Regions from separate parts of the Callithrix jacchus genome. Here region 2 is linked to region 1. The links are chromatin contacts, called in public Hi-C maps. All regions are on one chromosome and are shown on one strand. The core of a region is the stretch at or near the end of the contact, and the rest is flanking DNA. Distances in the headings are between cores, read along the strand shown.

Region 1 (6,070 bases), core at 1,081-3,580:
TTATTGAATCAATCCAGAGAAATTGTGAGAAACTTCTGCATCGCTCAGACCCACCGCAGGAAACCTAAGCAGTAAACATACTGGAGGGCCTGCATTGGAGCAGGATTTACTCATGCTTGTTTTCACTTTTCTGTGGTCAGTTTCTAGAGTAGAAACCCCAAAACAAAGGGCAAGGGGGAAAAATGGGGACCCACTCCCACTGCATACCAAAAAAAAAACCCCAGGTGAACCCACCCAGCCCATTTTCCAGCAGAATTGGACTTGAGCTGCACCCCTGCACACCCTGATTCCACTTGCCAGCCTCCTGGCCGGTGCATGTGTGCTCCCGCTGGGCAAAACTGGAACTCAGAAGCAGCAGCAACTCCCCATACTAATCAGGTGGGCATGTCACAAACTGGAATGAGGAGGGAAAGAGTAAGTGGAATGTGGGTGGAGGCGGTAAGAGGAGGAGGGAGGAAAACCTTTCCCAGGCTTCAGGCTGCCCAAAAGGATCTTTTAAGCAATACACAAACCAGGGGCCAGCTAGGTTCCCCAGGGAGAGGGAATGATGCACCCTGCAGCCCCAGGAAACCTCTAACAAGGGTGACCTCAGATCACACAAACCCCTTTAGCTGCACTGACTTTCTGGTCACCACACTCCCACTTTGACCTCTAGGCTCAGTCCAGTCCACCAGCAGCACCCCTCCCGGCCTCTACTGCCTCCCCTGCCAAGCTCCTGCCTCCTCCCCCTCCTCACTGCAACACACTGGTAGAGTCCCTCACCCAAGACTCAGTGGAAAATTTCCTTCTCCTTTATGACTGTACTTAAAACACACACGCTCCATTCTTCACCTCTGAATCGACACAGGCAGAGGGTGGCAAGGCTGTCCCACCCCACCACCCAGCTCAGCACACACACTATCCCAGCAGGGCCACTGGACTTGCATGCTTTATAGGCTGGAAAGGAAGAGAGAGATGTTTTCCAGATGCCACCCCGCCTTTGGCCACGGGTATCCCAAACACTCCCAGACAAGCCTCCCAGGATGCTCTCAAGGCCCTCTGTACATGCTAAGGAGTAGGACCTCCTGCTCCTTACAGGATCACTCTACTCAAGACACTAAGTCCAGTCTGGAACTGTCATCCAGATGTGACCCTTGGCAGCTTTGTTCTTTTAGTGACAAATCTGTTTTCCACTACCCATTCTCTCCCTCCCCACACACATTCAAGGAAAAAAAAAATAGCCTTCCTGTGAATTTTCACAGCTATGTGATAAGTGATCCCTCACACACACCACCTTCTGCTGGCTATCAACACTCTCAAATACAGTGCCTCCAGGGGGTGGGTCAACGCCACAGCTTTCTCCTCCTTTCCCCCTTAAATCCACCCAAACTTGGCAGTCCAAGAAGCTCGGTTTGCGCTTGCTTGGGAAGCCTGCAGTTGGGTTGGGTCTCAGTGAAAAGAATAAATTTCATGGGCACAGGAGATGATGCAAATTCGGAGTACTCCAAGTTTCTCCTGCAACTTTCCGTGCACATGGCTGGCAACTTTTTTTTTTAACTAGTCAACTTCCCAGCACTTTAGTTAGCATTCCAAGCTTTGAGAACCTTTCCCCACCCTTCTCTTCTAGCCCTTCCTCCTTTAGTAGTGAATGGGGACATTTTTCAGATGTCAAAAGAACAGGCAGGAACCTCACGCCCTAAGTTAGGAAAGCAAAGGCGGCCAAGGGATCGCTCAGCCACAGCGAGTTTCCTCTGCAGGCCATCTTCCCCTCTTGGCTATGCCAGCGCCCCCGGCCAAGGACATTGAGTTTCTCCACTCCGCCCCAACCCCGTTTGCCCCTTTCTTGGGACAGAGGAAAGGAGTGGGGCTTGTCCTGCCTCCCTGGGCCGCGCAGCAGTCCCGGCTGCAGCGCGGGGCTCGGGCGGGGCACCGGTAGCGCTTACCGATGTCGGAGTTGCAGAAGGCGTCCTGGGGGTGGCTGGGTGAGCATGTGCACGCCTCGGCGCCCCAGTCCCCCAGGCTCCAGCTGCCCAGGAGGACGACGAGCCCGAGCCAGGGAGTCATTGCCGCTACTGCCGGGGCTGCTGCTCGCCTCTCCAAAGTTGCCGTGCGCACCGCCGGCGGGGCTGCTGCAGCCCGAGCTCGCTCGCCCGCCGGGCCGTGCGGGGCAACTTTGGCCTCCGGCGCCCTGCCCTCCGAGTGCCCAGCGGGACGGGATAGGGCGCGGCGAGGCTGCCTCGGCGCTGGTGCAGGACTCCGCGGGCGGCCTACCGGCGAAGGAGCAGTAGCTGGAGGAGCAAGAGGAGGAGGAGAAGCCGTCTAAACGCCCGCCGCCTGCCTGCTGCCCGCTCTGCGCCGCTGCCTGGGCGGTTGAGTGATATAGCCTGGGCCCCCGGGGACCCCGCCTCGGGTGCTCGGGGCCCGCCCCCTCAGACCAATGGCAGAGCCGCATTACCTCATCGGCCCTCCAAAAAGGGGGCGGGGCCGGGGGCGCGGGGCAGCGGGGCGGGGCCACCCCCGGACCGTTCAGATCCTTATAGGGAATAATACCGCCGTGGGCACGCGAGTGGGTGGGCTGGGGTGCGCCCGGGACCAGTGCTTACCGCCGGGTCCTCCGAGCGGCGCCCTGGGGCCCCCTCTCATATGCGCCCTCGCCCCACGCCACTGGGTGCCTCTGACCCAAACCAGAACCAACTACCGCCACTCACCCACCCCAGCAGAACCCCTTCCACGAGTCAGGGTTGGCCATGTCCTTGAGTCCTTGATTGCACATGGTGGAATAGCTATCGGGGATGCTAACTGCTACCCCTCCAGTTTCTCTGGAGAGAGCAGAGGAGAAAGACCCAAACACACACACACACACATCTCTCTCTCTCTCTCTCTCTCTCTCTCTCTCTCTCTCTCTCTCTCTCTCTCTCTCTCTCTCTCTCTCTCTGGTTCTTACTCTCTGGGATATGAGAAGCCATCTGCTGTTTGCAGCTGGCTATGATATATGATAGAAGATTGTTTTTCTGTGCTCCCCCAGAGCAAACGGGGTTCTGTATTCATTCAACAAACACAGTTCGGGATGCTGGGTTAAGCAACACAAAGCCCTTGCCCCCAGGGAAATCCATGAATGCACAGGGTGATTTTCTATGATGCTAGGGCTATGAAGAAAACAGAGTTCTGGGTTGAACGTAACCGGGGAAGGCGCTGCTTTCTCTGTGCTAACAAGGGAAGGGCTCCCTGAAGTGCCATCCTTGCTGAGAAGTGGGCAAAGAGGAGGATCAGCTCTGGACAAGCCACGGGAGAGAGTGCCAGGGAGGAGGAACACAAGTACAAACGTCCTGGGCATGTTTGCAAGACAGAAAGTAGAAAGGCAAGAGGAAATGGTTCCCCACCCATGGCTGCTGACAGGTCGCCACCCTTCAGCAAGGGATTTGTGGGTGAGCTGATCCAAAACTGTAGTAAAACCAGGAGAGCGATCCAGGATCCTAGACTGCTAGCTATAACGGATGATTGCAAATAACGAACACAATTACTATCCTTATTATTAACATCTTGATTCTGCTTTGTATTTTTAAAAACAGGATTCCGTACCTTACCTCATTATAGTGCTCACAATAATCCTTCTAGATAGGAAAAGCAAGTGCACGTATCACTCCCACTTTCCAGGTGATAAGATGATTGGTGGCCAGCCAGGAACTCAAGTCACCCCTTTCCACTGCCCCTTCCCATCTGCAGAGAGACTTGCATTTCCCCGAACTTCAGCATCTGTTCCATATAACTGCAAGTGGCCGTTTGCAGCTGGGATCTTCCATCTTTCTACACTTGTCTCTCTCCCTTTCTCTTCCACTTCATCCTGTTAAAGATTCATATGTTTGAGCTGCAGAAATGCTACAAGTTTGGAACAAATAAAAACAGGGAGAAATGCAAGTTCAGCTTCTTTCTCAGAACTCCTCTGGTTACCTCTCAGAGAAGTGACAGTGGGACAGCAGAGGCCAAAGAATTTGTGAGAGGCAGTATTTCCAAGAACATTTTTGAAACTCCTTTTCCCCCCTTGAGCATTTTAGCCATAGGAAAGGGAAACCAGTTTCCACATCATTCTGGCTTGTTCCCCACCCAGCTTTAAAAACCCTCCCTGTCTTCACTCTGTGTCCTAACCCATAGAGATGTTTCTGTCACTCGATGTTTTTCCAGCACTGTTTTCATTGTTTTATGGGGTATGATTGTATTACTTCCCCAACCACAGTAGGAATATTTTGAGGCCTAGGATATTTAGCCACACTGCTTTTTAGCTCTCTGAGAACCAAATAGGGTCTCAGGAGACTGGAGCATGGGTGTGGCCAATAGCCCACTGAATCCTGAGCAGAGTGCCCTGGAGGCCAGTCTAAGGATCCAGGTTGAATGAGGGCATACGTGGTGGAATTTGAGAGTTTCGCTTATCCCCGCACTCCACATGACTTATTCCACAGTCATGTGGAAGGTTTTATAAGACTTTCCAGACCAAATCCACTTTGAATAAGCATCTTACATGATAGAGGCCCTCTCTTCTCTTTCTTTTCCTGTTATAATTTTGTCCAATCTGCCGATATTTTCTCCAAGGGAAAGCCTTTCCTGAAATATAAGTATCAAGTAGATAACTTCTGCTGAACTTCAAGCAGCAGTTTTCTCATAGAAAGCATCTGAAGCATTTTATTCCGGCAGTTACCTAATTATGAAATCGCAAGTGGAATCTGATCTTTTTTCCAGCTGAAAGGTAATGAAATTACCTTTTGGTTAATTTCCTCTCACTCCGTGTCCTAAGCCAGTCCATGCAGTGTCTCGAAGTTTAACAAATTCCAAGAGCTTTTCAGTTAGGATGTTCTGCCTTATTCCTAACCTGAGTCAGTTCCCCTCTACCCGCCATGTGAAGGCAGTTCAGTTCTCACCCTAAGGAAGAGAAAGAGCAAACTCCATGAATCCTTGTGCAGGGAAGTCCTCCTGCTAGGGCTACCCCCTTCATGAGCCTAGTAATATGTAAGAATTGTTTTTTCAACATCATTTAATAAGCTAGGTGGGGTGGACCTGAGGTTAATGGTAAGAGTGAAGATACAGGCTCTCCTGCTTTCTCTTGACAGCTAAAAACAGTGATAGATTTATAAATCTGGGAAGAACTAAGTTTCAAGATCTATCTGGCCTGTCTACACACCTACCAGGATGACTGGGTATTCCCTTTCCTAGAACTTTTCTAGGAAACATGAGTCCATATCCATATCCACCCTCTTTGTATCAAGTTATAGGATGCTGGAGTCTGTAGGAAGAGAAGTTGTAAAAAGGACCTCAGAAACTACCCATCCTTATTTTAAATGTGGGAAAAATAAGATTCAGACAGGTGAAGGAACTTGCCCCTTTTCAGGCCTCAGTCCTCCAAGCTCTAGGGTGTGGCCCAAGCTTGTACTGTGGCCTTGGAAACACCAGCCTTTCACAGATCTCATATCTGCTTTTGAGATCTGTAGATAGATCCATTTGAGTCTCTTTGTACAGTGCCCAGCCCACAGAGAACTTTAACCTGCACTGATTAAATAATTCTCTATTATGATAATAATCATCCTCTGAGCCAATCAGAAGAAATACAGGTTTGTCCTCATGACAGGTTTATCTCTTGTGTGTTTATTTTTTTCCCCTTTCTAAATGTCGAGCTAATGCATTCCAAACATATCACTATAAAAAGGCACATGAAAACTTTGTTTCTGGGAAATGAAAAGAGAGTAGAGTGGGGAAAAAAAAATCAAAAGACCTGGGATTTGTTCCGAATGTTGCAGAGTAGTTGTGCACCTGCCTTGGTCAAGTCACTTTGCCTGTCCAGGAGTCAACTTTGACTTCTGTGTTTATTGGACAAAAGATAGAACTCAGTGGTCCCCAGGATCTCTCTTGCCTCAAAAATTCTAAGATTCCATGGGAAATCCTCAAGGAGAAGTGAATATTTCTGAAGGGGAGATGGGTCTTGCTGTTTAAACAGGTTTGACACACAGGAATGTACTTAAGACTGAAGACCACGCATCAGTTTCCCAGCCAACACTGAGTTCCTAAACTGCTACCTCCCCCAAGAATCAATGCTGAAAATGGAATT
Region 2 (5,586 bases), core at 13-2,512, 120 kb after region 1:
TCTTGCTCTGTTACCTAGGCTGCCAGTCTGGAGTGCAGTGGCACAATCTCGGTTCACTGCAACATCTGCCTCCCAGGTTCAAGTGATCCTCCTGCCCAGCCTCTTGAGTAGCTGGTAGTACAGGCATGTGCCATTGCACCCAGCTAAATTATGTCCCTTTTTGTCTTATTCGCAGACTTAAGAGCCAAATCTCAGGCAGGGCAACATACAATCTCTCTTCCTTCCTCCCTTCCTTACTTTCTTCTTTCATTACGTCTTCCTCACTCACTCACTCCCTTCCTCCCTTACTTCCTTCTTCATTCCTTCTTCTTCCCTCCCTCCATTTTCCCCTTTCTTTCTTCTCTCCTTCCTTCCAGGATGTTTTCTGTAAGACTGAAGGGATTATACTATGCATATCATTTGACACTTAGTTTTTTCAAGATGACAAATATCTTGACATATTTTTTCCATCAGCCTGCAGTAGCCTATGGTACTAAAGTTTATTAAACGAGCCCCTGTTGATCATAGAAAAGTGTTGCAAAGTCGTGGCATGCGTGTCTTTGCACCCTTGCTCAGGTTCTGGGTAGGACAAGTTCCTTGAAATGGATTGCTGGGTCAAAGGGGATGCACATTTCAATTTGCCAAATTGCTGGGTTGCCTTCCAAATACATACCACTGTATACTTTGGTGTGTGTTCATTTTAATCTCTGTAATACATCATATAAGAGAGCTCTCCTTCTGCATTTTGCTTAGTTTTTTGGAAAAGTAAAAGTCAATTCAGGTCGGGAAAGGAGAAGATTGGGGAAGGCTTCCATGAGGAGGTCACTTTTCAACCAGACCTTGAAGGATGGCATGGTATTCAGAGAAACAGACAAAGGACATTCCAGGTAGAGGCTGGAATATGGAGTCAAAGACATTCTTGGAGCTTTGTCGAGGTGGGGAGGTAGTTCATTATTCTTTGGTAAATTCTTGGCCATAATGTTACTTAGACCACAGCCCACTACAAGGCAGATTTAGATACTTGAACAAAACAGACAAACAAGCGATCACATTTCAACAGGGGGAAACAGACAATAAACAGAAAATAAAGTCAACTAGATGGCATGTTAGATGGAGATAAGTGCTTTGGGAGTAAAAATCAGGGATAGGAGATGGGTAATGTTCATGGGGAGCAAAAGGGGCTGCTGTGTTAAACAAGGTAACTAGAAAAGGCCTCATGAGAGGGTGATAATGACCCATAGCAAGTGAAGGAAGGAGCCTTCCAGATTCCTGGGGAAGAGCATTCCAGGGAGAGGGGCAGCAGTGACAAAGGGCCTGAGGTGGGAGAGTCCTCAGTGAATTAGGAGAACAAGAAGGTCACATGGCCAGAGCAGAGTGAAAGAGTGGACAAAGGGGACAAAAAAGATAAGGTCCTAAAACCCTGGGGGCTGACTGCTATCAGGTTCTGTGGCTGCTTTGCTGTTTGTTTGGTTTGGGCCGTTTTTTAGAATAAGATGATAAACCATTGAGAGGTTTTTAATAGAGGACTGACACACTCTGACATGTGGTTCAAGGAGATCCTTCTGTGTAAGAGAGAGATAAGGACCAAAATGAGACCAATCCAAAGGTTACTGGCATAATGCAGGTAACTTGGACCAAGGTGAAGCAGTAATGGTAGTGGAAAATTACCATATTCTGAATGTATTTTGAAGGTAGAGTCTTTAGGATTTGCTCATGAATTGGGTGTGAGGTGTAAGAGATGAGGAAGCATCAAGATAGCTGTAGAGTTTTGACCTGATGCTGCCATTAACGGAAGTAGAACTCAGTTTGGAGCTGGGGAGAGTCAAAGGCTCAGTTACAGATATTAATGTGTGGTTTCTTTAGACATCAGAGTGCTGTCAAGTAAGCAGTTGGACATGTTAGAACAAATTCAGGGAGAGGTCAGGGCTAGAAATATAAACAGATGAGTCATCAGCATATAGATAGCATTAAGAGTCATTAGGCTACATGAGGTTACCAAAGGAATGAGCATGGACAGAAAAAGAGAAAAGGTCTGAGAGTTGACCCCTGAGACACTGTTACAAAGTCAGGAAGGTGGGAGCGGGGAGCCTGTGATGGGGACCAGCTAGCAAGGTAGGACATTGGGTCCTAAAGGCCAAAAGACATGAGCTAGCAAGGTAGGACATTGGATCCTAAAGGTCTAAAAGACATGAGTGTTTGATAGAAGAGCATGTGATTAAACACTGCTGCTGACTATTTGCAACTGCAGAAATACGAAACCAGCCCAAAGGCTCATTAATCAACGAGATTAATGGATAAAAATCTGTGGTATATACCATGGCATACTACTCAGCCATAAAAAGGAATAAAATAATGGCATTTGCAACAACCTGGAATTGGAAACCATTATTCTAAATGAAGTAACTTGGGAATGGAAAACCAAACATCATATGTTCTCACTCATGAGTGGGAGCTAAGCTATGAGGATGTAAAGGCGTAAGAATGATACAATGGGCCAGGTGCAGTGGCACATCCCTGTAATCCCAGCACTTTGGGAGGCCAAGGCAGGTGGATCACCTGAGACCAGGAGTTCAAGACCAGCCTGGCCAAAATGACAAAACCCTGTCTCTATTAAAAATACAAAAATTAGTTAGGTATGGTGGCACATGTCTGTAGTCCCAGGTATGTGGGAGGTTGAGGCATGAGAATGCCTTGAACCAGGAGGCAGAGGTGGTGGCGAGCCAAGATGGTGCCATTGCACTCTAACGTGGGTGACAGAGCAGGCTCTGTCAAAAAAAAAAAGAATTATACAAGGGACTTTGGGGATTTGGAAGGAAAGGGTGGGAGGGGTTGAGGGATAAAAGACTACGAATAGAGTACAGTGTATACTGCTTAGGTGATGGATGCACCAAAATCTCAGATATCACCACTGAAGAACTTATCTATGTAACCAAACACCTCCTGTTCCCCCCAAAACCTATGGAAATGCAAAATAATAAATAAATAAATACTGCTGTTAGGTCAGGAAAAACAAGGACTAAAATGCTGACCACTTGATTTTCCCCTGAAAATAATTTATTACTTTTAACCAACTGCTGGTCAAGTCTCCCTAGCCTTGGATGGAAGTCATATCACTTTGCACATCATCAGCCAAGGACTGATTGAATGGTTTCACTTGCAAAGGGGAAATCTTATCTCCTAGTCATGAGGTGGGATTTCTGACAGAAGGAAGAGCATATATTAGGTGAAGAAAGCTAGACTAGGAAGGAATGGAGACAGCATGGGCACCAGTCTTGGTTTATCTACTTGCTCCCTGTGTGACCTTAATATCCTCTGCAGCTCTCTGCATCTTCACATGAAATATGGTGGGTGGTGAGCAGAGCAGGGTTCCCTGAGACACTTTTCATAGTCTCTTCCCAAGCCTAAAATTCAAAGACATTTTACTTTCTCAGTCAGGACGGCTACATAATTTGCAGGATTCCTTTTTCAAAATGTGTTGTGTCAGGGGAAATGCTGTTAAAGATACTAAATATAAACCTTTTTCTTTTCTTCCACTGTCTCTCACTTGACTTGTCTTAGTGCTTTTTTAATTGCTATCTAATATCATTCTAGTTAAAATACATAAATGAAGTTTTACATTATTAGTATGGATTTTACCATTTACTTTTACATTATGCAATGCAAAATTTTAAATGCAAATATGAAAACATTGAATTCATAAGCAGAATCAATAAAATTATGCAATTCATATTTCATAGTTCACACATGCTGTATTAGTCATTTCTCACACTGCTAATAAAGACCTACTTGAGACTGGGCAACTTATAAAGAAAACGAGGTTTAATGGACTTACAGTTTTATGTGGCTGGGGAAGCCTCACAATCATGGCAGAAGGCAAAAGGCACGTCTTACATGGCGCAGGCAAGAGAAAAGACAGCCACAACCATCAGATTTTATGAGACTTATTTACGACCATGAATACAGTATGGGGGAAACCGCCCCCATGATTCAATTATCTCCCACCTGGTCCCTCTCACAACATGTGGGAATTATGGGAGCTACAATTAAAGATGAGATTTGGGTGACAACACATGCCAGGTCGGTATTTCCTTCTGACCTCAATAGTGCAAATGCTGCCCAAAACTAACTCAACCGCTTTTATTTCACTTCTTGATGCACACATTTTCTCCATCCCTCTCTACTTGAGGCTTACTGTTGAGTAAGGAAGGACTAAAAGAAAAACGAACTATGAATTGGCATATCTTTTTCTTTTTTTTCCCCGTGTCATCATATTCAGTATAAATTGTTGGCTAGTAAGAAGGAATACGAGGGAGTCTGTTGGTTGTTTGCTTTTCTTAGAATGTGATTGTCTTCTTCATCTGTAAAATGGGGATACTTTGTAAGGTTATTTTAAAACAGAAAATTTATTTATCCTTTCATGTAATTCTGTCCTAAGCACAGTGCCTAGAACACATATGTGTTCAGTAAATATTTTAAATGCTAAGAATTCAGTGTGGCTCAAGTAGGGTGGATGCTGAGGTACATAATAAAGATCACGGCTGAGCAGTAATTGAGTATTTACTATATGCCAGGCATTGTGCTAATGCTATTGTATTAACTCATTTCCTTTTAATGACAGCCTTGTGAAGTAGACATTTTTATTATCCCCATTTTACAGATGAGGAAATTGGAAAGGTAAGTAGCTGGGCCAAAGCCCCCATAGCCAGTTAAGTGGAATATCTGGGAGTCAAGCCCAGGTCAATAAGATGCCAAAGCACGTGCTTTGGAACACTAACTATACTGGTTCCATAGTTACTTGGTAATAAAATCAAAGTAGTCAAAGAGCTTTGGAGGAAAATGATGAGTTCGTTCTGGGGAATCCAAGAAAGGCATTGAGAAGGCGGCTGTATATACACGTCTGTAGCTCAGGAATGATGACCAGACTATAGATAAAATTTGGGAGTCCTCAGCTGAATGATAGCCAGTAAAACCATGAACATGGATATGAGTAAGGTAAGAGAGCCCTATAGAACTAAGGAGTCTGAGAGCCAAGGAAGAAAAGAATGCTGAAAAGCAGAAGCTAAGACGTAGGAGGGGATACATAGGGGGAATGCCTGGAAACCCATGGGCACTAATTGGCTACAGAAATGGCCAATCAGATGACAACTGCAAAAAGACCTTTAGATTTTGCACGTGACCCCACAGGTGACTTTGGGTAGAACAGACTCCCTAAACTGGTAGACAAGGGGAAAGGGACAATGGAGAGATTTATAACTAAACTTGGTATGACTTTTCATCTGTCACAGTCCATGGAAAAAAATTATTCTTTGTCAAACTACATTTCCTGACTTGGAGGCTAAGAAAATTCAGTCACTGCGGCAAGATGCAACATGCTACTTGGCTGTGGACATTTGGCAAACCACTCACATCCCCTCTTGAGGCCTCAGTTTCCTCATCTGTACATAGAGTTATTGGATGAGACATACTCTTTAAGTTTTCTCCCAGATCCAAAATTCTATTCCCTTATACTCCAGATGCTCTTTGAGGGTGTTGGTATTGACAAGAAAGGTGGAGTAAAAGAGAGGGACCCCGCTTGGCTGCAGCAGGTCCCCTTGTGTCCTGTTCCCT

The links. Hi-C and Micro-C count contacts between places; a contact is called where the count stands out from the background.
Region 2: a contact with region 1 is called in a Hi-C map of skeletal muscle, with 3 times the contacts expected there. The contact joins the enhancer-like site here to the promoter of TIMP3 in region 1. A contact is called at or near these places in 3 of 3 Hi-C or Micro-C datasets (induced pluripotent stem cells and skeletal muscle).

What each region holds. Positions count from the first base shown.
Region 1 is chr1:203,259,176-203,265,245 of calJac240_pri, forward strand. It overlaps TIMP3 (TIMP metallopeptidase inhibitor 3), which reads right to left and starts at 2,331. Exons shown (of 5, transcript XM_002743712.6): 1 at 1,923-2,331. The coding sequence starts at 2,043. All of the region lies in intron 7 of SYN3 (synapsin III), which reads left to right.
Region 2 is chr1:203,381,634-203,387,219 of calJac240_pri, forward strand. All of the region lies in intron 7 of SYN3 (synapsin III), which reads left to right. Among named protein-coding and RNA genes, the nearest start is that of TIMP3, 120 kb to the left of the region's middle. Within about 2 kb of position 1,263, at least 2 of the 16 cell types and tissues checked have an H3K27ac peak or open chromatin away from gene starts, as enhancers often do. A contact at or near this core is called in skeletal muscle, where this site is marked.